7 separate regions of the Mus musculus genome follow, and all the other regions are linked to region 1. Evidence: chromatin contacts called from public HiChIP or PLAC-seq and promoter capture Hi-C data. All regions are on one chromosome and are shown on one strand. Each heading gives the region's core, a stretch centred on a gene start, on an enhancer-like site or on the middle of the called end of the contact. The rest is flanking DNA. Distances are from core to core; before and after follow the strand shown.

The links. Promoter capture Hi-C pulls out the DNA fragments that hold promoters and counts their contacts. HiChIP or PLAC-seq counts read pairs in DNA pulled down with a chosen protein or histone mark.
Region 2: a contact with region 1 is called in a promoter capture Hi-C map of pre-B cells, with 6 times the contacts expected there. The contact joins the promoter of Trim3 here to the promoter of Ppfibp2 in region 1. A contact is called at or near these places in 3 of 39 promoter capture datasets (cranial neural crest, liver and pre-B cells), 1 of 484 Hi-C or Micro-C datasets (hematopoietic stem and progenitor cells), 2 of 115 datasets of contacts at active chromatin or transcription factors (bone marrow-derived macrophages and embryonic stem cells) and 1 of 9 other capture datasets (adipose tissue).
Region 3: a promoter capture Hi-C map of liver shows a contact between it and region 1, with 5 times the contacts expected there. The contact joins the promoter of Dnhd1 here to the promoter of Ppfibp2 in region 1. A contact is called at or near these places in 3 of 39 promoter capture datasets (liver and pre-B cells), 1 of 115 datasets of contacts at active chromatin or transcription factors (bone marrow-derived macrophages) and 2 of 9 other capture datasets (adipose tissue and liver).
Region 4: an H3K27ac HiChIP or PLAC-seq map of extraembryonic endoderm stem cells shows a contact between it and region 1, with 9 times the contacts expected there. The contact joins the promoter of Rpl27a here to the promoter of Ppfibp2 in region 1. A contact is called at or near these places in 1 of 39 promoter capture datasets (liver) and 2 of 115 datasets of contacts at active chromatin or transcription factors (embryonic stem cells and extraembryonic endoderm stem cells).
Region 5: a promoter capture Hi-C map of liver shows a contact between it and region 1, with 7 times the contacts expected there. The contact joins the promoter of Ilk here to the promoter of Ppfibp2 in region 1. A contact is called at or near these places in 6 of 39 promoter capture datasets (liver, neutrophils, pre-B cells and 2 more), 1 of 484 Hi-C or Micro-C datasets (B cells), 2 of 115 datasets of contacts at active chromatin or transcription factors (bone marrow-derived dendritic cells and stem cell-derived neural progenitor cells) and 1 of 9 other capture datasets (liver).
Region 6: a contact with region 1 is called in a promoter capture Hi-C map of pre-B cells. The contact joins the promoter of Dchs1 here to the promoter of Ppfibp2 in region 1. A contact is called at or near these places in 5 of 39 promoter capture datasets (cranial neural crest, frontonasal cranial neural crest, liver and 2 more).
Region 7: a promoter capture Hi-C map of stem cell-derived epiblast-like cells shows a contact between it and region 1, with 5 times the contacts expected there. The contact joins the promoter of Tub here to the promoter of Ppfibp2 in region 1. A contact is called at or near these places in 4 of 39 promoter capture datasets (cranial neural crest, frontonasal cranial neural crest, pre-B cells and 1 more).

What each region holds. Positions count from the first base shown.
Region 1 is chr7:107,593,226-107,597,621 of GRCm38.p6, reverse strand. It overlaps Ppfibp2 (PTPRF interacting protein, binding protein 2 (liprin beta 2)), which reads right to left and starts at 2,571. Exons shown (of 25, transcript NM_008905.2): 1 at 2,243-2,571.
Region 2 is chr7:105,631,252-105,635,647 of GRCm38.p6, reverse strand. It overlaps Trim3 (tripartite motif-containing 3), which reads left to right and starts at 2,077. Exons shown (of 12, transcript NM_001285870.1): 1 at 2,077-2,271. It overlaps Arfip2 (ADP-ribosylation factor interacting protein 2), which reads left to right. Exons shown (of 8, transcript NM_029802.4): 8 at 1-1,447.
Region 3 is chr7:105,648,986-105,653,381 of GRCm38.p6, reverse strand. Dnhd1 (dynein heavy chain domain 1) reads right to left here and starts at 2,606. Exons shown (of 44, transcript NM_001370803.1): 1 at 2,441-2,606; 2 at 2,111-2,310; 3 at 1,076-1,880. The coding sequence starts at 2,174. It also overlaps a transcript of Timm10b not described here.
Region 4 is chr7:109,516,812-109,521,207 of GRCm38.p6, reverse strand. Rpl27a (ribosomal protein L27A) reads right to left here and starts at 2,013. Exons shown (of 5, transcript NM_011975.3): 1 at 1,986-2,013; 2 at 1,560-1,623; 3 at 1,215-1,290; 4 at 566-740. The coding sequence starts at 1,988. Snora3 (small nucleolar RNA, H/ACA box 3) reads right to left here and starts at 1,076; the gene lies at 957-1,076.
Region 5 is chr7:105,734,817-105,739,212 of GRCm38.p6, reverse strand. Ilk (integrin linked kinase) reads right to left here and starts at 2,623. Exons shown (of 13, transcript NM_001161724.1): 1 at 2,497-2,623; 2 at 1,976-2,112. The coding sequence starts at 2,064. Rrp8 (ribosomal RNA processing 8, methyltransferase, homolog (yeast)) reads left to right here and starts at 2,629. Exons shown (of 7, transcript NM_025897.2): 1 at 2,629-2,915; 2 at 4,157-4,396. The coding sequence starts at 2,817.
Region 6 is chr7:105,785,176-105,789,571 of GRCm38.p6, reverse strand. It overlaps Dchs1 (dachsous cadherin related 1), which reads left to right and starts at 2,022. Exons shown (of 21, transcript NM_001162943.1): 1 at 2,022-2,213.
Region 7 is chr7:109,008,979-109,013,374 of GRCm38.p6, reverse strand. It overlaps Tub (tubby bipartite transcription factor), which reads right to left and starts at 2,495. Exons shown (of 12, transcript NM_021885.4): 1 at 2,237-2,495. The coding sequence starts at 2,274.

The DNA of each region.
Region 1 (4,396 bases), core at 1,322-3,821:
CACCTATATATTCATTCTTTCTCCCTCACCAGGGGATTTGAAACAGTAATGAATCATAAATAGATCTGTATTTCAGGAGAAACCATCCCCACACAAACTTATGGACACACACAAATTAGCTGCTGACCAGTATTGTCGAAGTAGTGCATCCAAAATTGAACTAGAATTCTCCAAGAACTGTTCCTTTTCCTAGAGTCTTATTCTGCCTAACCAGTATAAAGGCTGACACCTCCCTTTTCCTGGCCCTGGTATTTCTAGGGTCTCTTTTGTCTACTCACACTTCACTCTCCTCATAATTATCTGAATTGGCCTGCCAGTCTCCTAACTGGCCTTCCAGCTGTGGTCCTTCAGGCGCTACCAAGTCCAATAGTGGATCCCACCCGGCTGTTATTAGAAACACCTGGAGAATGCCAAACATGCCTGGGACCTACTTAACCTGAAGAGTTTGCAAAACTCCGAGGCCTTCGGAGAGTTTGTACATCACTCTTAATACTTGATACAAACAAGAAAGAAATAGGTTAGAAATACAGAATGCCAGACTTCACCCCTGACCCACAGTGTCAAAAATCTACTTTTGAAGATCATCTCTTGATTCTCAAGCTTGTGTCTGAAGCACAGGGCTCTAAAATGTCAGCTGACCTTTCTCTCCACAAATGTTTACTAGATTTCTGTCAGGCTGGGGGTTGGGCAGGTCAAAGTTCAAGGACTCTAACTTTGATAAGCTCAGCAGACCACAGTCAGTCTCTGCTTAATATCCCATACATTGAAGTCTGTGGCCTTGGGCCAGCTGGGACCATTGGTTTTGTTGTTATTTTGTTCTGTCTACCAATCAGGCCAGGAACCAAGAAGGACCAGTAGCCATTTCTTATAGACTGAGTTTGCCTTATAGACCTCTCCATGGCCCAGGTCACCGCTAACATCTTCCTGTGACATCCCTCATATAGATTGATCCTTCTTAAAACCTACCCAGATTTTCCTTATTCTGGTGAAAAAAAACAAACAAACCCCTAGAATTTCTGTAAGTTTGTTCCAACCTTCATCTGTCTTTATCTCTTACATGTATCTCTTATGTTATCCATCCACTTAGCATATCTGCCTTAGTTACCAAAACACAGACAATAGTAGCAATAAACTAAAATCGGCACATCATCAAACCTCAGAGTGATACCACTAATATATTATGTGAGGGCTGAGTGTTGTTGCTCAGTGGTAGAGCACTTGCCTAGCTAAGCATTCACAAGGGTCTAAATGAGATCACCAGTTCCCATCACCATCAGCCTTAAATAAAATCCCAAATGAAAATAACAACAAAAGACTTAACAATATTCCACTTCAAAGTCACGTAAATATGCATACAAACGGGCTGGTGAAGAAAGAAATAATTTCTAATCAGATAACATGTTTAGTATACCAATAGTAATCTAAGACTGAAGATTAATTAGGTCTGTAATTGACTTCCTTCCTGTAGTTGAGCATTTACCTTAACAAAATACTCGGTAATCTAATAAACACTACAGTCTACAATATAATCAATTAAGGACCAAGAGAAATGAACACAGGCAGAAATAAAACCAAAATATGAAGAGGAAGACTGATCTATATCAAATATCTCAGTGCTCTAAGAAAGAGCTGAATGCCTATTTGAATCCTACCGGAACCTTGGAAGTTCTAGTTTTTAAACATATAATAACCTTATTTTGATCGGAGGGAAAAGTATGGGTCTGGCGTCAGGATGGAAGGAGGGAAGAGGACCCACTTTTAAAAACAGAAGCATCCCCACACCCTAATCCTGCCTTGAGCCTTTGGGAAGTGTGTTGCATTTAGCAATTAGTGCACAGAACTGCTCCTGGCCAAAGCGCTCTGGACCAAAGGTCTATGGAACAAACCCACCTAGGTATCTCCAGTTGATGCCACTGCTGCCCTCACGGGACTCAAGGCTTGGGTCAAAATCGCCCGGAACTCTGAGATATCGGAACACCCCGGTATCCTGGGGACCACTCTGCCACCTGTAGAAGCGCGGGGCAGGTGGCACATCCAGAGCGAGGTCGGGTAGAAAACTCAAGCAAATCCAGGGGAGTTGCTCCCTTTTCTCAGTCTCCCAGACAAATAAGTGGGTCCCCAAGTCTTGAAAACGTTCGAAGGTCTAAAAGACCACAGACGCCCAACTACCCATGTAGTTCTTGGATCTGGGGGTACTCAGTTCCCGGGATAGCGGTGAGCCGAGGCAGGGAGACCCACTGACCTGGATGCCAGAGTGCAGCTTCTCTCTCGGAGGCTCAGGTATGCAGGTCGCTCCTGTGTCCCTCACACTTTCCAACATAAGAGCGGAGAACCCAGTGACAGGCCACTGGCCCAAGGACCAACTGCCAACCAAGTGGCAGACCCGCCAGCACCGACCCGGTTCGGCACCCACGTGACGGAGGCGGGGATCCCAGAGAGGCTGGTCCCGGAGTGTGGCTCTCTGGCTGCTGGGACCTTCCCCCTAGGAACCGCCCCTCTGCCACCCCTCCTCCTTCTCCCGCACCGCAGTGGCCCGCGAGGACCCAAGAGCCACAGTTCCAGTTCCACAGGGACTTGCCTGGTCAGCCCCGCCCCCAGGCAGAGCTCCCGTGCTGGCTCAAACCCCGCCCCTCCCGGGAGACCACGCCCCTCTCTGGGTCCAGCCCACTGCTTGCACCTAGGACTCTTGCACTCTTCCGGCCGCAGAAAGGACCCTAGGCATTTTCCTTGTGTCCCACTGTGCTCAGGTCTCCAGAGTTTTTGTAATCTGTCAGCAGGACGAGGAAAGCGTGCGGAGAATTGCAGAAAGGAGCACCGAAGCGCAAGCGTACACACACACACACACACACACACACACACACAGCGGGCCTTGTGTAACCCCATTGAGATTAAGGGTAGTCTAAGACCTGTATCATTCCCAATCAGCCCAGACCAACCCCAATTTGGGTTCCATGTCACTCTTAGATCTGTCTAACTCAACCTCCGCCGCCGCTCCCCCCGCCTTTCCTGAAGGTCCCTCTAGTGGTTAAAGCTCTGGTGTTCTGTCTTGTGAATAGCTGAAGACAGAACACTTCCTGTGCCCTGCAAGGTCAGGTACAAGTATGCAAAACAAACAAACAAAAAAAACCTGGAGACCGAATCCCAGCACCTACCTCGAGCGTGCATAAGGCCCTGGGTTTTACCACAGCTGCTTGCCCTACCCGGGCCTCCAAGGGCCGGTTGCTCATTTTATCTGCTTAGAATCTCCAGGGCCTCAGATGGCAGGGATACAGGGACTCTGGCAGGAGTCTCTACTAAGCTGGACTCCAGTTGCTTACACCTGGAGTGTTGACAGACACGACTCGTCTTTTTTTTTTTTTTTTTTTTTTCAAAATTAGTCTAAAATTACTGGTATGACCAGAGGCTTGCACACATGAACAGAAGATCATAAATACTGTGGCAAACAGGTGTGTGAGCACTGCGGGGACATGGCCAGCAGCAGAGCAAAGGCAAAGCCAGTAGAGGAAGATTGGGGCCCCAGACTTGTGTCACAGCAGGACACCCTTCGGTTCTTTCACTTCCTTAAAATAGCGGGTGAGAGGCTTTTGGAAACAGAGCCTGCGCAGTTCATATAAGTTCAAGTGTGGGCAGTTCCAAATCCCACTGGTAGCTTGGGGCCACGGGGGCAGTTTCTTCCCCCAGGCCCCCAGAAACTGCAGCATTTTCTCAGAACTATACAATTATTTTGTAAAATGTTTTATGAACTTGGCTTTCTCAAGCTTCTGTGCAGTTTGGGAAGGAGCTTTAAAAGTACAGACGCCGGGCGTGGTGGTGCACGCCTTTGATCCCAGCACTCGGGAGGCAGAGGCAGGTGGATTTTTGAGTTCAAGGCCAGCCTGGTCTACAGTGTGAGTTCCAGGACAGCCAGTGCTACACAGAAAAACCCTGTCTCGAAAAAAAAAAAAAAAAAAAAAAAAAAAAAAACAACCAAAAAACAAAAAAAAAAGTACAGACGCTCTCCTCCCATCTCCAGAGGGTCTGATCTCTTGGCGTTGGAGAGGATAACCTGCATATTCGGAATTTGAAAAGCTCCCCAGGTGATTCCAATGTGCAGCAATATAATAAATAACCATTTCTGTGGGTCATGGAGACACCATCAATCTTCATTTAAATCCAACCAGAGTGGAACTGAAAAGCACACGTGAACGATACAGAAGCAGGTGTTCCAGGGCCCTCATGCTGTTAGGAAAAGCAGCAATGAACAGGTCCTTTCCAACGAAAATTTCACCTAACAGGGATATCCTGCCTGTGGGGATTCTGTGTACCAGGGTGTACTGTTTGAGACAAATCTATCTTGCAAAACTATCAAATCCCAACATTTCCCGGATAGAAGCCAGACAGCACGCTACAAACTGTT
Region 2 (4,396 bases), core at 828-3,327, 2.0 Mb after region 1:
ACTAGGAATAAACCTTTCATAAAAGCAGGCCCAGTGAGGTCAATTTGTGGGGGACTAGAGGAGGGTGGATTGGTAAGAAATGCCCAGTAATCTTGCATTCAGTTCCTATGAATTCAGAAGAGCTGCAGCTAAGTTTGAGAAGCTGCCGAAGGCCTGATGCCCCTCACTTTCAGAGCCAACGCTTTATTTTTCTCTTCCCGTTAGCACCAAGGCAATCTATGTGTCTGAAGAGCATAGGGTCCAGAGGGGGTTGGGCCGGCTAACCATCATGCATTCAATCATACAGCCGATGTTTACTGAGTGCTTTTATTTGCCAGGCACTGCGTTAGGCCCTGGGGAAACATCAGTGAATAAAACGCAGTCCCTGCTCACAGTGCTTAAGGCCTAGTGGGGGATAGAGACAAGTAACCAGGCAACTACAATACAATGAGAAATGCTAGGATACAAGATGCAGTGGGAGCACCAGATAAGGGGCATCTAGCTTAGACTGAGGTAGGGATGGCGATGCCAGTTTAAAAGCTGAGATCTGAAAAGTAAGTAGCGAACAGCTGAGGAAGAAAGGCCAATGCTCATAAAGTCTGAATAAGAATTCAGTCCAGAATGAAAAATTAAGTGGGTGAGAGACAAGAGGCAGACTTGATCTTTGGAGAAATGGAACTAAGAAACCTCTTAGAGGTCTGGCAGCACGGGAGAAGCGAAGTGTAGAGAACATACTTCCTGGACTATTGGGTAGCCTAGTGACCCTTGCTTGTCACTCTAAGCATGAACCCTGCCTGAGCTCCTTCACATCCAGTGAGTAGCTACCGCAGAGATAAAGGCATTCTCACCGCACCTGCTGCAACCTGCACTGCTCTTGTTGAAGTCAAACCTTAATTGTATAAGAAATCACAAGAAAACTCCCAGCAGCACTTTAGACAGGGCTTGAGTGCGGTCAACTACAGGTCCAAAGACAACTGCAGACTTCTTCAGCATTCTGTCCCCTCTAGAGGGTGGAGAAAGGGGACCAACCCAGTCAGCAGGTTCCCACAGCACAGGGTGCACACCACTCTGACTTGACTCTTTGTCAGTGATAACTGCAATCCCCAGCCAGGCTTCTGGGGCTTTAATTAGCCTTTATGTAGTCAGCTGTCTGCCTTGATTATTAGAGGTGCTGGTTCTCTTATTAGCCCCCTACTTTATGGGCCACTGAGGATTTTTGTTGTAAGGGCATTGAATCTTCAAATGGTTGGAGACAGAACCTGAAAGCAGAGCCCAAACATGGCTCCACCATTTTCTAGCTGATTAGGATTAATGCCTGGGGAACATAAGCTCGCTCCGCTCCTTCCGTTGTAAAGCTGCTAATAAAAGCAGCTACCGATTACGGTTATGCGTATTAAATGAGATAATGTATGTAAAGTGATTAGCTCTGTCTGGCACGTAATAAACACTCAGTCCCTGTTAATGTACAGTTTTTATTGTATTGTACCTAGGCTGTTTTTCCATAATGCAATGATTCTGAGAATTGCTCTGGGTCTTTGGTGTAAGGAAGGAGTCGCGCTGGATGGTCTAAACCAAATTTCCTCAGGCGGCACCTGAGGAACCTAAAACCGAAAAGAAGTCTCCCACTTGGCCTGCAAACCCCTTCTCCTAGAGTTCTGGGTTGAGGTACAGGTGGTCCCCCTCCCTCTTGCTCAGTGGAAACCAAACTAGCAGATTTCACAGGAGCCTCCGGGAAAGCCCAGGAAGGAGCGACCAGAAGCAGCAGGAACGGACTCTCGGAGTACTAAAGCTGGTTCTAGCTGCTTTTACTTGAAGGCATCAAGTGCCACTATCAGACCTCAGCTACTCACCCTCGCCCTTAGGCCTCGTGAGCCAGAGGCAGCAGGCGAGGATCCCGGATCTAGGATCTAGGATCCGGGATCCGCTTGCCAGCTCCAAACCGCACCGCAGAGGGAGAGCCAAGAGCCGCAAGGGCGGAGGGGCTGGCGGGCGTGGTCTGAGAGGTGGGGGCGTGGTTGGGGCGGGCCTTCGGCTCCGGAGTCGCCCCCTCCCCCGACCGGTCCGCAGCCCCGCCCCGGCCCCTCCCTCCGGCCTGTGCGACGGGTCCAGCGGCAGCGGCGCCGGCGCGGGGACAGACGGAGGCGCGGGACGTGGGGCGGCGCCGCGGGCAGGGCCGGGCGGACGGGCGCTGGCAGCGGGGGCAGCGCTGCGGGCCGCTCCGAGTGGCTGCAGTCCGGGCCTTGCCCTCCCATCCTGCTCCCACGCCGTGAGTGCGCCGCGCGGGCCCCAAGGGTGCGTCTGGTCCACCTGTGTATCGGGGTGCGGGTCCTGGTGCTAGCGGCGGTGTGTGGGTCCGAGCGTCTTTGGGTGGGGGCGCGGATGCTTTTCAAAAGCTGTTCCTGTCTCTGTCCACGTGAGGCGTGTCCGTGTCTGTGAGAGCAGCGGGGGATTCTTTGGGCTGTGGCTGCTCACGTGAGGTCCGTGTTTGCGGGCTGTGTGGTGGGGGGAGGCGCGGGTGGATGGGTGATGGTTCATTTTAGGAGCGCGGGTTTTGGGAGTCTCTGTGTTGGCGGAGGGTACCGAAAGCTGCGGCCGATGGTGTTGGGGGTGGGTGGGTGGGGTTGCTGATTGGCACTCTGGAATCTTGTGGCCCCGCTCGTCCAAAGGGTTCCTTTCTCCTGAGTGCAGACTCCTCCACCCCTGCTCCCTTCTCCGTCCTCCTTAGGCACCAAGAAGCCCACCAGCCAGGATGGAGGACATCCTTCCTCCACTGCGGGCACTGCTTGCTGGACAGGAAGCTTCCTGCAGAGGCTGTGTCTTGTAGGAAAGGACCCCTCTAGTTCTCCCTTAGCCTGGGCCCTGACTGGAGGACTCCTGTCCCCTCCCTGGTTTCCACCTCCTTCCCCCTGCACTTGGTTTCAGAACCTGGGCCACAAATCTGCAGGGACAGATGGTTGCAGGTTGGAAGGGCAGGCTGCACCCCAGGGAGGTCATTCTGACTTCAAAAAAAAAAAAAAAAAAAAAAAAAAAGGCAGGCCCTGTGCATGTTCCTGGTGTGGGAGTCCTATGCGGACCGCTAAAACCCAGGACTTGCTCCAGAGGGAAGATCTGAGATTCCAGGGTGGATGCAGTGATTATCCAGGTCTCCAGACATACTGTGCAGCGTATCAGTGCCTATCTCCTAGGCAGGGGTCTGGTTTGCTGCAGAATGGGAATGTGAGCGGCAGGCCTGACAGGTGCCCTGCCTCTCTCGGCTTGGATGCCTCCAGTGATATTACCTCTTAACTGCTTAGACTGTGGGAAGCTACCTTGTGTTATAGAGGTCTCTCTCCTTGGAATTTTGTTCCTTTGTCTTGTCTCTGCTTTTGATTTTGCTTCTCTTTGCTGAGAGGAACCTGCAGAGTTTAAACATAACTCTTCTGTCACCAGCATCTATTGAGTACTTTCTATATGGTAGTTACCAGCTCAACTGCTTAGGGGACAGTGGCATTTCTGCTCATGGAACTTGAGAAAAAAAAGAACCATAGGTGGGATAGTATCGCCTTTGTTCAGAAGATATGTGATTGCTATAGAGGAGAGTCCTGAGAGTGAATGCCAAGGTGACAATCTCAGAAAACATTTATTTTGGAAAGCAAGAGGAGGGGTCGCCTGTGAGCACTCTCTAACATGCCTAACCATGTGATGGAAGTTAGCAGTCAAATCATCAAAGTAGTTTGTATTAGGATCTAGTCATGGCACATTGCAGTCTGAAGGAGCCTTGATTTTTGAAAACAAGACCATCCTCTTCCTCCCATTTTACAAATATGGGTATGGGGTAAAAAGTTGCTTAGATATTATCTTGTGTGGTAGAGTTAGTGACAGGACTAGATCCTAAATTTCATGGCTTAAAGAAATACGTTTTGAATTAAAATGGAATTACATCACTTTGCCTCCCCCCTTCCCTCCCTCCAGCCTCTCCCAGTTATGCTCCTACTAACCCTTCCCATGCTCACCTTTAAGTTGATGGCCTCGTTTTCTTTGATTATTATTGTCAATATGTGTGTGTGTGAATGCATGCACAAGTGTAGAGTCATGGAGACCCCAGCCCTAATGGATACATCTCTTGACTTTTTAAACTTGAGCAAATTGTTTGCATCAAGGTTACATCAACCTTGTATGCGGAGGTGAGAGAAAAGTCCAAGTTGAGATGACTTGGGTTCTGGCTGATGAGGCCCGGGGATGGCTGCATCTTTTATAGAGAGGAGAGGCAGAGCAGGAGGAGAAGGTCAGGAGGAAGGGAGTTTAGTTTGGAACTATTCCTGTTCATCATCCAGGCTAAGATGTCTTGAAGGGCAATTAGATGTATATGTCTTGAGTTCAAAGGAGCCTTTCAGCATAAGGCTTTGGAGCTTGTTAGAATGGAGTAAGAATTAAGACT
Region 3 (4,396 bases), core at 1,357-3,856, 1.9 Mb after region 1:
ACATCCAAGTAGCAATTAAGTTATTAAATGAACCAAAACCTAGGAAGACAGTCCTGGAGAAGAGTAAACTGTATTACCTAGACCTCAGAGGATGACTGCCAAGTTCATACAGGTATGAGTACTTGATTCCTTCCTGATATATCAGCCCAGAGCCATTTCTGTTAAGGTCTTCCAAGAGTTAGTTAGACTTGGGCCCATGCTAGGGGCAGGAGGGAAGCTTGGCTGAGAAGATTGAAGCCAAATTGTTGACATTTGACACCTTCCTTCATAGTTCCAGGAGCCTGCCCACTTGCCCACCATTAGGGATCTGAGAGGTCACGAAAAAGTCACAAATTGAGCCCACCGTAAATTTAAGAGCAAAAAATGAGCAAGTAAGTCATGTTTGATTACATGCAAAGTTAGCTTTTTTCTGCCTAGAGAGTGAATATATCATAGACAAGTGACATAAAAAGGGAAAAGCAGGCCAGAGCTAGGAAGAAGTTCCTATACTAAAAGAACTCCTAGAAGGGATCTTCTAGGCATTCTGAAATCCTAGGATTTTGGAAGCCAGATTGGGGGACTGGAAGGAATAGATCATTACTCAAGGGGCCACCCTTACTGTCAGATCATGAAGTTGACATAGAGGCAGTGCTTTGCTTTAGACCTGGAATAGTTCACATAGACCTGTGGAGGAAGACCACCCAGGCAAGCACTCCCTAGAGTAACCAAAGACCCCATATAGAGTTCCTAGGACCAGCACAATATATGCCCCAAAGTATGTTTTGGCAAATATAAATGACCAAGAATATGAACCCCAAAGAAGCTTCTGGCACCGTCTGAGAAGACTGGAAACTACAAGGTCAAGTTTTGGCTTCCTAATGGCTGCTATTGATTTCAGTGTTTCCCTATAGATTAGCATTGAGACATTAGCTTTGTTTTTGCAAGTGAAAAAGGTGCAGCCTAGTCCAGCTCACTTTAGAGGTGGGCTAATCCTGAAGAGCCATGAGGAGCTGGCTCAAGAAGCCAGTAGCCCTGCAGGCACCTAAACTAATTCATTTTATCTCTTCTACTTAAAGCCCCAAACCATGCCACTCACTTTCTCCCAGCAGGTTCGCCTTCTGCCTGCTCAGTATCACTGCTTTCATACTGTACAGGGATGTCTGTAGCCAGTGCCAAGGGCAAAAGACTAAGGCTGTCCAGCCATGGGGTCTCTTCTAGGGCCACCTCAGCACCAACAATGCCCAGACAGTGCTGTAGCTCAGGCAGTGTCAATGGTCGGAGCCACGTGGCCAATTCCTTTTTTTGTTGCCGGTCCCACTGGGCCTTCACAAAAGGGCATGCTGAGCATGGAGGCCCTCGATGAAACCTCTTCATCCATAGACCACAGTCAACATGGGAAGAACTATGTAACAAAGAACTGTCTGGGGGAAAGGCCTTGTCTATGGCATCTAGCAGGTCCAGCTCTAGCCGGGCTTGGACCTTGGGTGCCCAGCAGTACAGCTGCTCCAGGAAGGGCAGCAACTCGAGTTGACCAGCTAGCATCTCACGGTATGGAGGCAACAGGCCCAGTACTGCATGCAGATAGCGCCAAGCTTCACAACTGCCATCCTGCATCACAGCTGAGAACAGAGACTGAAGCTCAGACAGCAGCAGCTTCAGCAGTGTCCGCTGCTCTGATTCAACCACTGCCTTGAGATCCTCCTGTTTCATTTGACAGTCCCAAGAGTGTTCTTGTCCGCTGCAGCTACATCCAACGAGCCCAGACTGAAGGGTATAAAACCATGGGTTTTTCTTCTCTTCCAGAATAAAGTGGAGGCAGGTATTCAATTGCTGTCGAACAGATCTTGCCCACAGCTCGGGGTCCAAATGCCAATTCCAGGCTTTTGGCTTCTGGGTCTGACCTGTGGGACCCAGCGGGGGGGGGGGGGGAGGGAGGGAGGGACATGTAGAAGTTCTGGCTCTGGGCTGTGCCAGTAGGGTTAGGACAGCAAGGTGGATATAGAGTTGCAGAGCATAGGAAGACCAGTAGAGGGCCCTTACTGAGCCACTCACTGTCAAGGACTAGCACAAGTCCAAGAGGGAGCCCTCCCTGCCCAGGAGCTCCTTCCCACCCTCCAAGGCCTCGTCTCACCTGGCCTGCAGGATGTAGAAGGCATGGGAAGGGAAGGGGGACTGGTCTGTGAATGAGGTTTCATTGCGGAGCGCTCCCTGTCGTGAATGAACTTAGACTCAGTTCCAGTCACTTAACACAGAGACCGATACACGCTTGCAAAATCTTTGGAAAAACTGTGTTCACATGAGGAAAACTTCAGAGTGGAGGCTGGCAACCACCTTGAAAAGGAAACACAAAAGGGTTGTCACTCAAAGGCAGCAAAGCTCCCGTCCCCTGAAGCCTTTACCACAGACTGAGAAGGTCCAGAGTGCAAAGCCGGCTACTGGGTAGGGAAGCAGTTTAGGACACCTAGCGGAAAGACGTGGCAGAAGACAGCTCCCGGTGCGCCAGTGGGAGGGGCCTCCCTAGGCACTGGAAGAGCTGAGCCACTGAGGGCAAGGGTAGCAGATCCCAGAGCCAGAGCAGAGGACTCAGCTGCACCACCTGCTCCCAGCTGTTAGAACCGTTACAGAATCCTGGAGGCCCGAGCCTCAAATCGGAGCTAGAAGGAGAGTTCAACAGGCATGTGGGAGGGGCCTGGGGGCGGGACCGGGACCCAGGCCACACTAGCATACTGCTTTTAACCTGACACCCCAAAGGCCCAAAAAGAATCTGGCTGAGCGGGAGACTGAATGACAAGATTGATTTGGGGGCACTAACAGCATTAGGGGCGTGGTCGTAGGAAGCAAGTGTAATCCTAGGGACTCACTCGCTCACTGATTTTTCCCTCCCCTCCCTTGACAGCATATCCAACTGTCCCACCTCAAGTCCCAACAAGAAACCCGAGTAAGACAAACATCTTGTATCTCTCTCAACAAGCTACACATCTAGTAGTGAGTGGTTTAGTTATGAAAGAAAGAAAGAAAGAAAGAAAGAAAGAAAGAAAGAAAGAAAGAAAGAAAGAAAGAAAGAAAGAGAGAAAGGAAGAAAGCAACCTACCTCTGTTATAGATTTTATTCTAATCAGTGGAAATTTTGATAGGCCAGACAGTAAAAAGAGTAGACTTGGGGGAGGGGGGAGTAGGGTGTTTGATTTCATATATTTCAAGTTTTAAGTCTGAGATACAGATCTCACAGGTGAGAGGCATAGCTCAGTGGTCCAACACTTGCCTCATATGCTCAAAGCCCTGGGTTTAGTCTCCAGTCTAGAAATGAAAGCTGTCCTTGAAGTCATGACTCCCCTGCCTCAACCTCCTGAAGGAAAGAATTATATGTATGTGTCCAACTAGAAGTTTAGTGTTTGCTCTCACTTGAGTCACATTCAAGCTTGAGTATTCCCAGGACCATGGTTAGAGTGTTCTGCTTTCTCTAAGGCTAAGCAAATAGTCTTTGCTTTCAGGATCCAAGAGAGTTAGTTCATCACCTCCTCTGCCTAGGCCCATTACAACTAGTGAGATGAAGAAGAGAAGAAATCACACCTCTTTATGAAGGGCACAACCTGGAAGTTGCCTGTGTCACTCCTTCACTTGCCCTGACCTAGGCAAAAATAAAACTTTCACATCTAATCTTTTTTTTGCAAAGGTTGTGGTGGTTTGAATGAGAATGACCCCATAGGTTCATATATCTGAATGTTTGGTCCCTTGCTGGGGCTGTTTGGGAAAGATTAGAAGGTATAACCTTGATGGTTCATCTCACTGGTGGAAGGATTGTATACAAGAGTGAGCACTTTTCTCCACATTGTTCTCAAATTTTTATTTCAAGTTTCTGCTCAGGCATGCATCCCCTTATAGTGAATCCTTTAATTTCCCAGAAGTCAGCACTCTCCCAGGTCCAGACCCTCTTTTCCCCAAACTAATTTTACCCCATACTTTGATTGCTATCTCATATTTGCTTATCCATTTACCCTGATAAAAAATGTAAGCTCCTGGAGTTACAGAGACAAACTGTGGAGCAGAGAATGACCCAACAGGGGATCCATCCCATATAGTCATCAAACCCAGACATTATTGTGGATGCCAACAAGTGCTTGCTGACAGGAACCTAATATAGCTGTCTCCTGAGAGGCTCTACCAGTGCCTGACAAATACAGAGGTGGATGTTCTCAGTCAACCACTGGACTAAGCACAGGGTCCCCAATGGAGGAACTAGAGAAAGGACCCAAGAAGCTGAAGAGGTTTGCAGCCCCATAGGAGGAACAACAATATGAACCAACCATTACCCACAGAGCTCCCAGGGACTGACCACCAACCAAAGAGTGCACATGGAGGGACCATGGCTCCAGCCACATATGTAGCAGATGGCCTTGTCGGTCATCAATGGGAGGAGA
Region 4 (4,396 bases), core at 764-3,263, 1.9 Mb before region 1:
AAGCCTCCCTGTGGTTTGGGTCTCTGCACTTAGGCTGGTGTGGTTTTTTTTTTGGGGGGGGGGGGGATGGGGGTACTTTTAACAATATAGGGCCTTAAATAATGAACACTTTAACCTGCAAAAAAAAAAAAAAAAGCCAGGATGTGCCTTAAGACCATTCTGGACCAACTATATACCTCAAAAAGCAAACCTGTTAGAAATGGAAACAAGTGGGAACCAAGCAGAGGAAGAGTTATTAGCATGTGACCAATTCAATCACCTGCAACAATTCTACTAAAATTTTCTAATAGGTAATGGCCAAATGTATATATAGGTTTGGCTTTCAAATAAGACCGTGTATTAAAGGTCCCATTAAGAGTGACAAGGCAGGCTGCTGGAGAGATGGCTCAGCTCTAAGTACTGACTGGACTTCCAGAGAGCCTGTGTTCAATTCCCAGCAACCACATGGTAGCTCACAACCATCCATACATAATGGGATCCGATGCCCTTTTCTGTTGTTTTTCTCTGAAGAGTGTTCTCATATACATAAAATCTTTTAAAACGAATGGCAAGTCAGTTCACTCACTGATCGAACAACATCAATGATGGGAGCAACTCCAGTCTTGTTTTTTGCCGCATTGACCCGTGTCTGCTCGCTGACCAATGTCCACAGTTTATCCAGGTTGACTGTTGGGCAGAAGCTCTGGTTCCTCTTCAAGTGGTAATGCCGCATACCAACTTTCCCAAAGTAACCTGGGTGACTGGGGAGGGAAGGCAACCATCTTCAGAGCCTCACTGAGAAAACTTATCTTTGTAGTTGTCTCCTAGTGAGTGTAAGTGTTCACTACTGTAAACATTGACACAGCAGGCACCAGATACAATTTTTGAACTAAAAGTCAGGTCACTCAGTAGCACCCCCACTCCTTAAAGGATTCCCTAAATAGGGTGCAACGTAACTTTGAATGGGTTAACTTGACATATGTCACTAACCTGGTGACTGACTGTGCCAGAAAGTCCACACAGCCAGTGAATAAGGTCAGCAGTTATTCTTCGAGGACTTAAGCACACTAAGGCAACAAGCAATACCTGAGCGTGACTCTAGCCTCGGACAGGTCCCCTCAGTTCAAGTGCAGCGTTTACTTGCTAAAGCTAGCCATACCAAATGGTAAGAAGCCCGTTTCCAGGGAGACACCGTCCTAACTCACCCCTTCAGCCCCCACTTCCAAAACACTCACTATTTGTCAAAGTTGATCCTGTGGTGGTGCATGCCTCCAGCATTCCCGCGGCCGCCTGGGTGCTTGCGGTGCTTACCTGTCGGCACACAAAGCAACTTGTGTGACTTATAGCTGCTCACATGCCCTTATTCCTGCTCTCAGTTTACCATCCGTTTCTAAGCCCGATTTATCAAGACTCGGGGATAGAAGGAACATTTACGGCATTTCACATCCCAGCGGCATGTGTTTAACTCTCACCCCGCTACCAACATAAAGTAGGGGAACTGCAAGTGTTTCCTTCCACCCACGGATGTCTACTTTCCAACAAAACTCCAAAGGCCAAACGCCGAGGAGGCGCACACTTACCGATGCGGCCGTGGCCGTGGCTCACGTGGCCCCGGAGTTTCCGGGTCTTCCTCAGTCTGGATGGCTGCGTGGGAAAAACAGCAAAGTGGTTAGGCCTGCTTAGAGGATGGGGAGACCGGGGAGAGGGCAGCAATGCCTGCCTGCCCGGATCAGGCCTGCACACGAGGACTTGCCTTCTGGAGCACCGGCTAAGCCGAGGCCGGGACTCAGAGCGTGCTCAGCCGCCCGGGCCCGCACGTCCACGCGATCCCAGCTCTGGTCGGAACACGCGGCCCCACGTTCCTCGCCCCACACCCGAGTGGGTCATCCCGCCCCGCAGGCTACGCCCAGCCATGGAGACCCACTAGGACCATAGCAAGCAGCTGAAAGGCTGGGAAGCAGAGCCCCGACCCTCCGCGATGGAGCGGAGGCCAAGAGAAGACCTACCATGGCGGTGGCAGAAAGGGAAAAGGGAGGAGCTCACGAAGTCTCGCGAGGTAGCAGGCGCGGGGGCGGGACCAATGCTTCATTTCCGGCCAGGAGGCCGGCTTCGGGAAGGGCTCCTGACGTCACGGCTCCCGGCGCCCGCCTCTTCCTTTCCGTGTGGATGGGCGGGGTGAACCGGTGGCGCCCGCCCCCGGAAGCCCCGGTAGCTCCTCCCTAGTCGAGCGCCGCTGCGGCCGGTCATCGTCGGAGTGCACTGTTCTTTTCTGGTGCGGTTGGTTTTTGTCTCCGGGCAGCAATGGCGGTGGCTCAGAGCATCGGCAAGACTTCCGCAGGGCCTCTGACGTCCCTTAAAGGGACACTGCCCTTCTCTTTTGCTCTGGTCCTCTCTTCATGTCCTGCCAAATTTGAACAGCCTTCTGTGCTTCAGGGATCTAGATTCTGTAACTATTTTGTATAAACATCACATTTGAATTTTCTCCAGACTCTGGCTGGTATGCTTTTACTCCCCTGGACCCGAGGTTCCCAGCCCAGCGTGCTCCTCATACAAGTATTTTCCGTGTCGACCTTCTTGGACCTGTTTTGTTACTTGTTTACTCGAACTATCACACTTGTAACTTCTAATTGCCAAGTTACATTTTTCTTCCCGATAGAGCCCAGATTCTCTAAGGGTTCAGGACTGGGCAATTTTGCTTGTTTTCCTTTTAAATCCATGAGTTCCTGGCGTGTAGCCTGCTTGCTAACAAAAGTGGTACACTTGTGCACAAGATTCTAACCCCTTAATCTGTTTTATTGTTTCTTACTTGATCCGTTAAACTAAAGAATATTCTAGTCAAAACTCTCAGAAAGCAGAGTGGGCAAATCCTGTCTGTCTGCTAGCTTCTTGCTCGGTGTTTAGTCCATTACAATCTGGGCAGTTTGACTTTAGCCACACCATTTCCTCAAGATCTTGTATTTGTTTTGAGACAGGGTCTTACTCTGAAGCCAAGGCTGGCCTTGTACCTCCTGACTGCTGGAGTTACACTCCTAATCGATTGGCTAGGCATGATGGTCTCGAACTTTCTCGTGTGGGCTGTAATAGCATATCTATGGCTGTCCTTGTTCAGCTCCTATTCAGGCAGTCCTGTTGGTGATACTATGGGTGTGGCTTCTTACACTCCTAGGACACACAATTTCACAGTAAAGCCTCTGATCTCTGGCTCTTACAGTCTTTCCCTCGCCTTAGGTGGAGGGGTTGTTTTACAGATTTATCCAGTGGGACTGGACTTCACACCTCTGCATTTTGATTGGTTATAGCTTTCTATATCAGTTTCTTTCTGCCTGTTGCAAAGAGAGCTTTCTTTGAGGGCTGAGGACTACCATTTTCTGTTATAAGGACAAATATTAGAACTACCCATGCCTTCACTGCTAGTATCCCAGTACCACTCTTGATTTCCCTAACCTTAACCTTTTGATCCTCCAGTCTTAGCTTCCCATGTTCTGAGATTTTAAGCATGTACCCTCATGACCAACTCTTTCTGAACTCTAAAGAATAGAGGAACTACCTTAGTATTCTACTACTTCCAATAGCACTCCAGGCCACAATGGTAAGACCCCCAACATCCTCAGAGCGCCTTGAACTTTACAAAATCTAGCTTCATTTTTTCATGAGACAAAAGACACAGAACTGGGTGACTTGTCCTAGGTTATAAAGTTGGTAGGGTACAGAGCCTGGACCTAGCCTTCCCCTTCCCTCTCCAGATTCCCCGTTTTTAGTCTCAGTGACCACTCCCTTTTGACCTCACAATACTCTGATCTTCATCTCTCCTTCATCTCACAGGCATTAATCATATACTGCCTAAGTCTAGCAGAAAGAGAGGTTTGAGAGTTGGGATCAAAATTTAAGAAGAGATCTGCTGCTGTCCCATATGTTCAAGGAATGAGCCAAATTACTTAGAAATTACCATTAGGGACGTGATCTATCAATGGAGGAAAGCTAGCTAGGAAGAGCCTTGGGAATAGAGGGTAACATTAAGTGAATTTTAATGGGACCTGGAGCAAGTATCAAGTCAGGGCAAAGAGCAGAACTAGAATCCTGTTTCTGAATAGTTTGCCAAGTGCTTTGGTTATAGATGAGCTACATCCTCTCCTCGGGACACCTGGCTGAACCTTACCCAGTAGTCTTAGTGACAGTTTGATCTCTAGAGTAGAGGGAGTGTTTGGGGAATTTGTCCAGCTGTGGTTTTCTAGACAGCTCCATTTCTTCCTCATTAGGCAACCAGCCCATTGATTCATGGTTCCTGTGCTCGTTCAGCAAAGTTAGCTTCTTCAGGTCTATCAGCCCTGACAAAACAGAGAAGGCTCAGTTCTTTATCTGAAAAGTTGAATAATAGTAGCCATATGTTAAGACATTAGGTCACCTCTCCCTCCCCACT
Region 5 (4,396 bases), core at 1,374-3,873, 1.9 Mb after region 1:
TTAGTGCTGTGGTCACTTCCTGTGAGGGGACTGGAGGAGGGGCCTTGAGCTGATCCTGGCTTGGTCAACTAGAATCCCCCAACAGCTGAAGGAAGTATGTAGCTTTAAATAATTGTTCCTCTAGTTTGCCCTCATCTGTTAAACTCAGCAAAGGCTTTTCCCGGATATAAGTCTATCCCTTGCTATCACTCTTGTCTCCCAGATTTCACATGTTCTGACTGAACAACTTCCAGAAGTCTGTGGCCTCCAAGCAAGCCCAAGCTTGAGGACGGTCACCTCAGGGCCTGGATCTCTATCTCAAGAAAGCTTTCAGGGAGTTAACCACCTCCAGCACCCACGCCCTGTCCCCTCAAGCCACCATAGCTTTCTGGTTTCCCTAATGATATCCTTCACCTTTTGACAGCAAGGAGTCTTCCAAGATGCCACTCCTACTGGACAACAGCCTAAACTTCTATTTTCTTACCAACAAAACAGGACAGCTTAGTTTTTACCAGAGCACACAAGTTATGTGGGAAAAAATGAAACAAATAACCTTGAATCTAGCAGAGAAATAACATACAGCCTAATGAAAGCTAGTGAAACCTAGCCTAGGACCAAAGATGATCCTTCCCAACCTAAAAAAAAAAAAAAAAAAAAAATACACTCTTATAGTCAGATACAGTGGCAACAAATGGGAATCCCAGCACTCAGGAGATTGAGGCAGTAGGATGGAGAGCTGGAGGCCATTCTGAATTACATGACACCCTGTCTCCAAAAGCAAACCAAAAACTACGAACTAAACTCTCAACACTGCACTTGTTGCTTCTGTTATCAGCCAGTATTTCAGAAAGTGTTCATAGTATCTGTTTCCTCACCTCCCATTCACTTTTCTCCCTGAGAAGCCTGCCATCTCTAGCGTGTAGATTATGTCTGATTCAAAGACTCTAGCAGCAACCACAAGTGGTTCCTTATGTGAAGGAACCCACTGTAATGCACTTTCCTGTTACTGTTCTGCAATAGCATTCAAAAGATCAAATTCATCCTAAATGTAAGTGAAATGAGACTTTTTAAATGCTCATCCATGCTCTTTAACTTCTCAGTAGCCTACAATTAACCACTCTTCTTTTATTAAAACATCCATTCTCTAATCTTAATCCATTTCTTATTTCTTATTCTGATGGTTGTTCCCTGTCAGCCAGGCTTCTCAACCTCTGCCTTTATTTTCTACTCTTCTAAGGTACTACATTCCACATTATAGAGTCTTCAGATACCATTTAAATGCTATTTGTGGCATCTTGGTCTCCCAATCCGACCTCCTGAACTTTAAATCTGCATGACTAACAACCTGCCAAGCGTTTCCAAGTCACTGTAGTGTCACCAAAACTGTGGCCAGTCCATAATGGAACCTCAGCAACTGCCAAGTATCCAAGTACCCAAACCTCCTTTTAAACCCCAGGTCATCTTTGACAACCCCTTCACATCCCATACCAACTCAATTACTTCATCCTTATGATTTTAGGGCTCTCACCCCAACCCTGTCTCAATTCTTGTATCCAAAACATCACTTTAAGGCAATTGCGTCCAGGGTGACGCCTGACAAATGGGTACTCTCATCACTACATAAGCTTCAGAACTTTAGACCTCTAATATCCTTTCCCACTTCTACCCAACGCTCTAGGGCGCAGAAACTCATCCTCCAGCTACATGTAATTCCAGACAATTTTCTGGCACTCAGGTCTGCCTCTGACATGAGTTCATAGAGGCTGCAAAGTTCCCGGGAACCGGATTGTGAAACTTAGTTTAAAAAAAAAAAAAAAAAAAACAAACCCAACTCCGACAGCTTCCTCTGTGTAGACGTTCCTCCATCAACAGGCTTTGCTTACTACTACTACTCCTTACACTGGATAGCAAAGTCAGCCGCCCCCGCCAGACATGAGCACCCCGAGTAGCGGAGAGAGGACTTGTAGCCGTCTCACTCGCCAACGCTTCAGCTCACCCCTGATTGAGGTCGTTCTCTGTGTTGTCCAGCCACAAGCGCACCGCCACCGCGTTGCCCTCCCGGCACTGAGTGAAAATGTCGTCCATAGCAGCGTCCCGGCACAGAGACCCCGGGACTGGGGAAGCCTCGGGGGACTGAGGGAGAACAGAGACAAGAGAATGACTCTCTGTGTGAGTTCCCTCAGGACAGAGGTGTCAGTGCTGGGATGGGGAGCGTCGCGAGAGGGACAGTGGTTGTCTATGAAGGGCTTCGGGCAGCGGACGACCCCTTGGCTCGAGGAGCAGGAGGGTCTGGGGGTGTAGGGTAGACTTTGCTAGTTTCCCGAGTTGGTGTCAGCCGGCTCTGAGCCCCGGCCCTCGAGCAAGGCTTGGGGGTGGGGGAAGGGACCCAAGCTGCAAACACCCGGGGGAGGGGACAGGGGTCCTTGCCCGGCGGCCCCGGCTCAGAACTGCTGCAGAGATCGCAGAGACGGGTTTGCAAGACAGCGTGGGGTAGGGCGCGGAGCTACCCACACTCACCGGGACTCGGGCCGCAGGCGCCTTCTCCGGGGGAACTCCCGTCCGGCCGCGCCCGCCGCCCGGCCCCGCCCCGGCCCGCCCCGGCCAGCTCGGGCCAGCGCGGGCCGCGGTCCCTCCCTTCCGACCTCCTACTGCCTCTCTAGCTCGCCAGCGGCTACGCTCTATGGTGCTCTGCTCCGCGAAGGCCGCTCTAGCTACCACAGAATTTCACTCGGTGGCTTCCGGCCCGGTTTGGTCCGACTCCAGCCCTAGGATTCCCTGACGCGCGCTGCACGTGGGCCAGAGCGTAGGCTCCTCCGGCCCTGCGGGCTACGGGTGGTATGTTCGAAGAGCCCGAATGGGTGGAGGCGGCCCCAGCCATCGTGGGCCTAGGGGCCGCGACAGCACAGGTTAGGCCGGCGACTGCCCCGCCAGTCAAGGTGAGCGGCCCTGCACTGGGCTGTTTGAAGGAGGTGAAGCCTACCCTCCGGGGGTCGTATTGGTTAGAGGGAGAGCCTGAATGCTATCGTGGATCGGGGTGGTGAGGGAGTTAGTTATGATCTGAAGATCCGGATAGTCCAAATAGGAATGCGGGATTCGGAGCGTGGAGCGTGGAGCGCAGAGCTTGAAAAGTTTAAGTTTTTTGTACACTAAGGGTAGAAATCAGTAGAGTTGTTTTAGCAGTGGAGTGGCTTCTCCAAGTTTTCTCTCACCTGGCATCACTTTATATACTGAGGATCGATTCCAGGGCTTCAGCGTGGTAGATAAGCATTTATTACTGAGCTGAATCCGTAGTCTTGAAAGGATTTTTAGAGGATTTTTAGTGGCAGTGTAGAAAGTATATTAGAGTAAAGGCAAGTGACTGGGAGGTTATCAGAATTACTATTCAAAAGAGGCTCAAGGTAAGGGTCTAGCTGAGGACAAGCAGCAGGACTTGAACCCCAAATCAGCTTCACGGAAAGCAGGCCTTTTCCTTTGAACCTCATCAGATATGAGGGTTTCAGTATCCCCTTGGGGTGTTCCTGACCTTCAGTTAGCCCAGGATGTTCTGCTCATTTCTGTAGTCCATTTCTGCTTGTCTGTGTGCAGCTTCTCTCTACTGCAGTTAGGAACTTTTTTTTTTTTTTTTTTTTTTTTCGAGACAGGGTTTCTCTGTGTAGCCCTGGCTGTCCTGGAACTCACTCTGTAGACCAGTCTGGCCTCGAACTCAGAAATCCGCTTGCCTCTGCCTCCCAAGTGCTGGGATTAAAGGTGTGTACCACCACTGCTGGCCAGTTAGGAACATTTTTAATAGACATGTGTGACACTGCCCTTCCTGTTTCAAAACAAAAAAAACAAACAAACAAAAAACCCTCTGCTGCTCCTAGAATGCTGTCAGTGGGAGGCAAAGATGGCTGCTGTCTTGCCTTGGTCCTGTTGTTTGTGTGCTTATCACATTCCTCTAAGGAAATCAACAGGCAATCCTTTACACGCTTAGAAAAGTAGGATGGGAACACTTTCTGCCCTCCAGTTTCCCAGAGGGTGGGATTGCAGCCTGAATGTTCTGGGCTTGGCTGACTTCACAGCAAACTTGTTAACTTTGGATGGGAAGAACGACCAGTAGCTGAAGCCCATCTCTCCTTTCTTAGTCTCCAGGCCTCGTCCATTCTCACACACACTCTCATCCCTTGTTTGCCTCCAGGGACGCAAGCGCCGCCATCTCTTGGCCACATTACGGGCTCTGGAAGCAGCATCTCTCTCCCAACAAACCCCCAGCCTACCTGGCAGTGACTCTGAGGAGGAGGAGGAGGTAGGAAGGAAGAAGAGACACCTCCAAAGGCCCTCACTTGCCAGCGTCTCAAAGGAAGTAGGGAAGAAAAGAAAAGGGAAATGTCAGAAACAGGCGCCATCCATCAGTGACTCTGAGGGGAAAGAAATAAGA
Region 6 (4,396 bases), core at 773-3,272, 1.8 Mb after region 1:
GCAGAAAGGGCAAAATTCAAGTGGTAAGCTCGATGTATTGTCATAAAGTGAAATGTTCATGGAACATCACTTGAGCCAAGAAACAGAACATTTTGAGCATCCTAGATGCCACTCCCAAGTACGACATTATGGCTTTTTAAAGCAATCATTAAAAAGTATATTTAGAGTCATCCAACACATGCAGTTGTGAGGTCATACCACCAGGAATAGTTATCATACTGTATTAAATTTCTTTAGCTAGGGATTCTGTGACAAATGACCTCTACAAGGATCCAAAATAGGATTGTTGAGGATATTTCAGGTCAATAGGTCTTGTCCTGATAGCAAGAGTTCTTGCTGGGTACTTTCTAGGTACCAGGTATGCAGTACTTTAACATATTAAAAATAGTTTAATCATTACACCCAGTTCATAGATGAGAATACTGAGGTAAAAGAAGGTTAACCAACGTTCCCAAAGGCACACAACTTCCAAACGGCAGAGTCTGGACCCCGAGCCAGGCAGTCTGGCTCCAGAGTCCACAAGCTTAGTCACCATACCATACTGCCCTATCCAGTGGTTTGTTGTTCAAAATAAAGTAAATGAGAGCAAACCCTGTAATATGAGAGATGTTGTAAGGACTCAAATATAAGGTTACTCCCTCTTTCCTGAGAGATGATTTTGGAAAAACAAAAAAGCAAAAAAACCTCACCCTATATTCAAACTTATACGGTATTTGCAGATGACTCCCAAATATTTATGCCCAGCCCAGACCGCTCCTTCAAATGTAGACCTACCTACCCAACATGCACTTCAAAGGCAGAAGCCCCAAATCCCAAGTCATCATCTTTCCAAGCCCATTCCCTTCCCCACCCCTGCTCACCACCACCCACCGGGCAGTGCAAGCCTGAAGCCCAGATAACCATGGAGCATCTCAGCCTCTCTTTCCATCTTCCATGATCATACTCCCTCCTTTTTCCCTAAGGTCCTTTGTCCTCTCTTCCTAGAAGTTCCCAGTTTCTCTGTGCCACTTGTACCTGCTAGAATGCCTTTCTTCCCTCACATCGATCACAGTCCTAAGGACAAGGTATAAAAGCTTCCAGGTTGCTTACTGTCATCCACTTAACTGACTTTACACACACATACAAAGCCTTCCTCCCAAATTGGTCCCTCAAGACCTTTGTCATCTTCTTACCCAGTTTTTCATTTTACTTATCTAGGGAAATACACTCTCAGACTACCACCAGCCCCTAAACTCTATGGTTTAATACCTCTCGATCTCTAAATTCACATTTGGGATGGACGAGGAAATAAGAGAATGAGAAGCCAGGGCTGACAGGGGGAAAGGGAATAGGATCACAGGGTAGTAAGTGAGTAGCAGAAAAGACCGGGGATGTTAAGATGGACGGAAGGAAAGAGGAGAGGACGGGGTGATGAAGGGAAGGGAAAGGTGTGAAGTAAGAGCGGTTATGGACAAAAGAAAGAGCCAGGAAAAGGGGTGGGGAGAAAAGGTGCAGAGAAGACGGACGAACAGACAGAGCAAGATAGCGGGCATTTGATGGAGGGAAGCTGGATACAGAAAGAACAACGAGAAGAGAGACCGGGAGAAGTGGGTAAAGAAGAGGTGTGAAGGGGTGAGACAGAACAGGGCAGTGGGGCAGAAGCGGACCATGGCGGAGTAGGGATGGAAGAACGAAGACCAGTACAGAATGGAGAAAGAAAAACGGAGAGGAGGAAGGGGACGGGACGGGACGAAAGGATCTGGCGCGGTAGTAGCCTGGAGAAGGGACGGCGCGGCGCTGGGGCGGGATCCGGCGCCCGGGCCTGGGGCCTGGGGCCGGGAAGTGGAGGGGTGGAGGGCGGGCGGGAGGCGCGGGGACCGCGGCAGCGCGGGTGGGGGCGGGGGCGGGGGCTCGGCGGAGGGCGGGGGCTCGGGTTACCGCGCGGAGGGAGGGAGGGGAGGGGGCTCGGGCCGCGGCGGCGCATCTTGCATCCTCCGCGGGGTGGCTGTGCAGGAGGCGGCGCCCCTGCGGCGGTGGCGGACAGACGGACGGACCGACCGACGGTCGAGCGAGCGCAGACAGACGGCGGCCCGCGCCGAGGGCACTGTGAGCCCGAGCCAGTCAAAGCGGACGATGCGCGGCCCCAGGCCCCGCACTGGCGGGCGCTGCCCCGGGGGCTGACCGCGGCCGGACTGCGCCCCAACACTGGGCGAGGGAGCCCGCACCGCATCGAGGTCAGTGACCGGCCCGTCCGGCCGCACCCGCGGGGTCGGTCGGCCTCCCCGACTGCGGCGGCGGCGGTGGCGGAGCCGGGGGCTTTGTTCTGAGCCGAGACAATGGGGGAGGGGGGGGCCGGGGCCTGCGGGAGAGGGCGAGCGTGAACGTGAGCATGGGGGCAGGGCCGGGGGGTCTTTGTGTGCGGGTGTCATCGAGTGGGAGTGTGTGGTGGTGCTTGAGTGTGCGGTTGGGGGGCGGGGGGTTGGTGGGTGAGGGCAGGACAGTGTGTGTGCAGTGAGTGTGAGTCAGTGAGTGTCCTCGCGCGGTTGTGTGTGCATGTGCGTGTCACTTGGAGGGGGTGTGGGTCAGAATGAGGGTGTGCCAGGACAAGCAGGTCCTTGTGAGGATGTGTGCCTGGGTGCCTTTTACCTGGCTCTATTGGAGCCATGTGTCAGAACGTATTGATGGGTGTGTGACAGAGACACAGAGACACAGACAAAGAAACGGAGGGAGCAGAAGTAAAGAGAAGCAGAGGGGAGAGGAGGAAGCCTGAGGTGGCAGTGTGTCACCCAAACTAGTATTCTAAGTGCATCCTGGTACCAGAGCCTGCAAGTTTCTGTCCAGGATGCTTAGATCAGAGTCCTGGTCAGGGGACAGAGAGAGGTCACTGCAAGCCTAGGTCCCACGTGGAGGGGGTGGGGAGAGAGAACTCAAAGGCACAATGAACTCAGTGTGCATGGGCTGGGCCCACAGCCACAGGTCATAGGCCAGAAAAATATTGTCACTTATGTCAACTCTTCAAATACCCATAGGGGACATAGTCATAATCCTCTTCAACCCACAGGGACCGAGTCCCAGGCAACATACATTCTCAAGAGATACACTCACAGCCTGGACACCCCTAAAGAGGAACTGTCAGAACCAACTTACACCCACTATAGATGCCTGCCAAGCTAGCATGTACCTGTGGAAGAAGTTCTCAGTGTGGTGTCCATACAACAGTAATGTTCCAGCCATGTTACATGAAGAGTCATTGCCACAGCCAACTCATACCACAGGAGACAATGGTGTTGCCAGCACCTCTCAGAACAACACATGCCAATTGGAAATACTATCAGGCAGGGCATGACAGGGATTTTTATGTATCTCCTCAGCCTGCTCACATAAGTCACAGGTGACTCAGAACTAATAGAAGGTTGTGTTGTAACTGTCCTTACCTCCGAACCTCTTGTACAACTTCTAGGAGACAGTCATGGACCATATATCCATACTACAAGGAAAGCTATATGGTATTGCTACTGCTAAAGAAGCCCTTTAGCTTCTAAGACTCACACTGTTACTCTTCATCCCCAGAACTCCAGAACTTCTGTCTCCTGGACACTGAGAGCTGGATGTGAGCTTTTCCCCCCTGGTCCTACATGCTACCATGGAAGTCTCCATGGAGTCTCCCTAAACACCAGCTGCACAATTTCCTCAGTTTCTTTCGCTCCTGGTATGCTCTTTTGTCCCATGACTACTCTGTTTGAACTCTTCCATCCCAACCTGTATTCCACTCTGAACATAGCTTCCATCTCTTTATAGCTTCCAGATGCCTTTTCTCCTGTTTTACTCTTTAACCCAGTGGTTCTCAACCTTCCTAATGCTGTGATCGTTTAATACCATTCTGTGGTGACCACCGGCCATAAAATCATTTTCAATGCTATTTTATAACTGTGTATTTTGCTACTGTTATTAATCCTAATATAAATACCTGTGTTTTTCAATGGCCTTCCCTCACAGGGGTCATGACCCACAGATTGAGAACCACTGCTTTAACCTGATAATGACCTTTTCCCCTTGACCTCTTGCCCTAGATTTCCTAATTTGCTCCTACTTGACCCTCCCACCCCTCAGCTCATTTGTGAAGAAATCCCTTCAAACATTCCTTGACTGCACTGTCTTTGAGCTTTCCCACATGCACATTATCAACGCTATCTAGAATGGTTTCTTAGCTGCACTAAATGGCACTTAGAAATCCTGGCTTCTGTTAATCCCTACATAGAACCTTCTATGAAGAAATATTTTTTCACACACCCAAACCCCTCGATCCATTGTTTTCAGTAGACGAATTAACCCACTGGTTCATTCAGCATGCACATACAAACATCTACTCTGCCAGACGCTATAGCAGAGTGGGCTTTGTAAAAGAGTAAACAAAATA
Region 7 (4,396 bases), core at 1,246-3,745, 1.4 Mb before region 1:
CCATTTGGATCGCCTCTCAGCACAGGTCTTCCCTACTAGGAAGTCTATTCCCAAACCCAGTGCTTTTCCAGGCTCTGCGCATGCTCAGAAAGACTGAACAGGGCAGAGGAGGCTCCTCCTGATGGCAGCCCACCCCCAGCTGAATACCCACTCTCCCCACTGCACAGAACAAGAAGGCAGGTGACAGGAAGGGAGAGAGGAAGCAGGGTGGGCCACAGGGTGCCAAGCTGCCTTCAGGGCTAGGCTTCCAGGGTGGCAGGATTCTGTGCTTTCAGCTGAGTGTGGGAGGGAGAATGGGGGATGGTTAGGCTTAGGCTGGGTTGAGTGCCAATCACCCATTTCAGGATATCAATGCCCTGGGCACTTGCAATAGAGTTCTCAGAGATAATCCTATCTCCCAGAGGTCTCTTTTCCTAGGCGCAGACTAAACCCTCTTAGCTTGAGGTAGATTTTTTTTTTTTTCTCTACAAGCTTTGCAAGTTGCTTTAGTCCTTGGGTCCCTGGTAGAATCAGTCTTGAACCATAACCAGCCAAGCCTTCCATTTTGCAAAACCTAAGCACAGCATTATTGCCACAGTCACAGTGTAGCCTGTGGCTGGCCACTACCCAACAACTGATCTCCTTGAAGATACTTCCACAGCACTATTGTCTGTTCAGTCCATAGGCACTGCCTTCCACCTCTGCTGGCAGACAAATGGTCAGAGATACTCTGTAAGGCTGCACATGAGTCAAGAAAATACCAGAATGGCCTCAGCACTATCTGCACCCTCATCCTGGATATATGTCAAGGGCACATAGTCTTCTGAGTTAGTACAACTCAGGCCCCAGTTCCCAATTGGAGGTTTCTCCCTTATCCATGTGAGACTGAGGTGTGGGCTCACATGTCTGCAGGAGCCTGTGTATGACTCTCTGTCTACATGTGTCTCTGTGTGTGTTGGTGGTAAGACAGAAAATAACTCAAAAAGCCCCCACAGAGGCTGAGCTCAGAGGCAATAATTATTCTCGAGAAAAAATCGCTGAATTCCCAGGCCTATGACAGGTGCCTGTTGGTAGAAAGACCCGCTTTTAACAAGCTTCAGGCAGTTCGAGCTGGTTTCTAATTGGGGTTCTGTCTGGACCGACTCTTTGGAAGGACTCTGTCAGGATCACTTTCCTTCATGGGCTATGTGGGTCCTGAGTGTCTGATTCTGCAAACCAACAAATGTGCACCTGGGTCAGCAATAAAAAGTGGGTCTTAGCAGTCCAGCTCCCTTTTTACACACATGCCTCTTCAGGAGGCTTTAGAGACAGCCCGGTAGCCCATGGCAACTAGAGAGCCAATGAGTGGCCACGGATGTGGCGCTGCTATGGCAATGAGCTCTTTTCCCTGGTAATAGAATTGAGTAGTGGATGGAGAAAGGCCTGCACCTGTGTGAGGCTGGAGACCACCCCTCCCCCACCACCCACACAAGAAAACCCGAGTCTCTCTTAGGTCTGCCCAACCAAGTATCCAGGAACAGGAGGTTGGTCAATGCTCTTGAGTGCACGTGAGCGTGTGTGAGAGCAATTCTCTGAATTGTGAGCTAGTTCCACTAACAAGCATCTCTGAAAGGTACTGAATAGTACTTATGAGTAGGTAATACGGTGTATTCCTATACGCACAGATTTGAATGTATGCACCTGTGCAGCCCCCAAATTAAGGTCTACTGAGATATATGGGTACATGTAAGCTGCCATGTGGCCTGGGTTCTAACCATCTCAGCAAATCCATGCTTTGGGGATATGAACTGAACAGCAGGGACATATTTGGCCCAGCGCGCAGATGCTCTGTTTGTGTGCAAGCGTGAAGATGCAGGGATGTGTGCGCACAAGCTATCCAGACGCATGTCCTGGGTGCTGGGCCTAGGGGGCGGCTGGCTCACAGCAGTTCCTTTCTCCATGTGCCACCCGACTCAACAAGGCTAGAGATCTTTTAAGAAGCTTTGGGTGTTGAGAAGGGTGGAAAAGGGCAGGTGGCTTTGAGGCCCTCAAAGTTGGGATGGAAAAGCCCGGCACCTCCAACCCGCGCTCCCGGTGTTGGAAAGGAGACTGAGGGAGCAGTACCCTGCCTCCAGGCCAGATGGCCCCGACCGACGCTGCATCCCGACTCGGAGGATGGTGGGTGCCCTGGCTGCGCGCTCCCGTCCTCCTCCCCGCCCTCAGCGTTGGAATGGGGGTCCGAACATGCCCTGGAGCCGGGGAAGCCGGGCCCGCGTACCTGTAAGGAATCCAGTCGGAATGCGGCTTGGAAGTCATGTCTCCCGGGGGCGGGGCGGCGGCTGCGGCTCCGGTGGCCGGGACCGCTCGGGGCTGGCGCGGGGACCCTGCTCAACTCTCGGGCCGCCCCGGGCCGCATCCTCCCCGGCCCGACCGCTGGGCCCCGCCGAGGCCCTCTCTGCACGCCAGGGCCCCGGCCGCGGGCTCCCAGAACGGTTGTCTGTGCGCGGTGCAGCGCTCGGGAGAGGCGGCGGGAGTGCGCGGGGCACCGGGAGCGCGCGGGCTGGAGCGCGCCTGAGGCGGGAGAGGCAGTCCGCACCGCAGGCGCCGGGTCTCGCGCCCCAGGCTGAGCCCTGCGTGGCAGCCGCCGCCCCGCCCCTGGCCCCGCCTCGACGGAGACCCCACCCTGGCCGGTGGATGCAGACCGCGCGGGATGCCCACTCTCTGCCGGAAGGATGCTGTCACCTAGCCTCAGTTTCTCCCTCTAGGACCTCAGCTATCCCTCAGTCCTTGACTATCTCAGATTTACCCTGGACTCAACTCAGGGAGCCTCTGGTCTGAGTACTGACTGAGTCCCTGTTTCCTTCTCAACTTCCCATTTCATGTGCCTGCCTCCATAACCTTCTGATCTTTAGTTAAGTAAACGGTGTTTCCTCTGCCTGGGTCATTCTTTTGGACCTTACGCTTCCCATCCACGTTTCCACAACCAAGGGAAGAGTTCTGTTTACGGTTGCACTCCAGGTCCTTAGAAAGTTGGAGCATTAGCGGGCACAACAGCTTTGACAAGCAAATATTTTATCCCTATTTCCCAGGGAATGAAGTCTGAGAAATGGCTTGACCGAAGGGCAAGGAACAAGGAAGTGTTGGAGCTGAAGTTGAACCAGGGTCTCTCATCTCTCAAAGCCCTTTTGGAGGGCAGCAAAATCTCAAGAAAGATCCTCCTAACCTTGAATGCTGCTGAGATGGCTGTACAGAGGACCTACATTTAATAACAGGCAGGGGAGGGAAAGATGGAAGATCCATAATAGGGCTAGATGGAAGAAGGGAGAGGCCAGGTATCCAGCAACGTAGGAGGCTGGAAGGCCAGCCTGAACCTCATAATGGGGATCAGGGAAGGGACTACTGATGAACACAGACCCTATACACTCCTCAAGTGTACCTTAGGCTCAGCAGCACCGGATATGCAGTAGAGCCTCCATGGAGAGATATTCTGGCAGCACTGGGAGGAGTGTGGTAATGACCCCCATGTTTAGGGTGGGTCTCATCTTACTGCCCTGGAGCCAAGCCAGAACCTGCCCCTGGGGCTTATTCCAGCTTCTCAGCCTTGTCTGACCCATAAACTACAAATACAATAATGATGATATATGGACTGCTTGGTGAGCTATCAGGGGTTGGGGCTTTGTTAGGTGAGATTTAAATAACTTCATTAACGACTGGCCTAGGAACTGTATATATATATATATAGATAAATAGATAGATAGATAGATAGATAGATAGATAGATAGATAGATAGATTTTTTTTTCAGCAGAGGAAATGAAGCACAGAGAAGACAAGCACAATGCTCAAGGCTGCACAGGTAGTCCTCGGTGAAGCCAGCATTCACATACTAACTCCCAGTCCACAGTCTCCATCCTCTGCTTCCCAGTAGTCCATGTGCTGTGCATGTGTTTACTCTTAAATCCTTATCTGTCTAGAGTGAGATCTTAGCTCCCCAAACCCTGTTCACTTGGGTTATTTATTAACCTCCTAAGGGCTATTACTGTCATACTGGACCTCCCAAGAAAATCTCCCAAGAGTAGGGTGCAGTGTAAAGCTGCTGCCTGGTCTTCAGAGCAGCAGAGGGCTAGTTTGTCCCTCCTTCCCTGGAAGCCAGAGGACAGCAGCAAAGCTACTCCCCCAGAGGCTGCTGTCCTTTAGGCCGAAGACCTGAAAAAAGGGTGTATGAGAGGCACTGACCCCTAAACTCCCTGTTGTCCATTCCACCTCTGACAAAGTTATAATTATTTGCTATCTACCTCTGTAGGATGACAAGCGTCTGGAAGACTTCCCCATCAATACTTTGCGGCTGTCTTTTCCCCTTTCTTTCCAAATTCTCTGACACCTTAATGCAATCAGAATTAAGTTGGAAGGTCTCTGGAGCCTGAAGTAATTGAATCTATT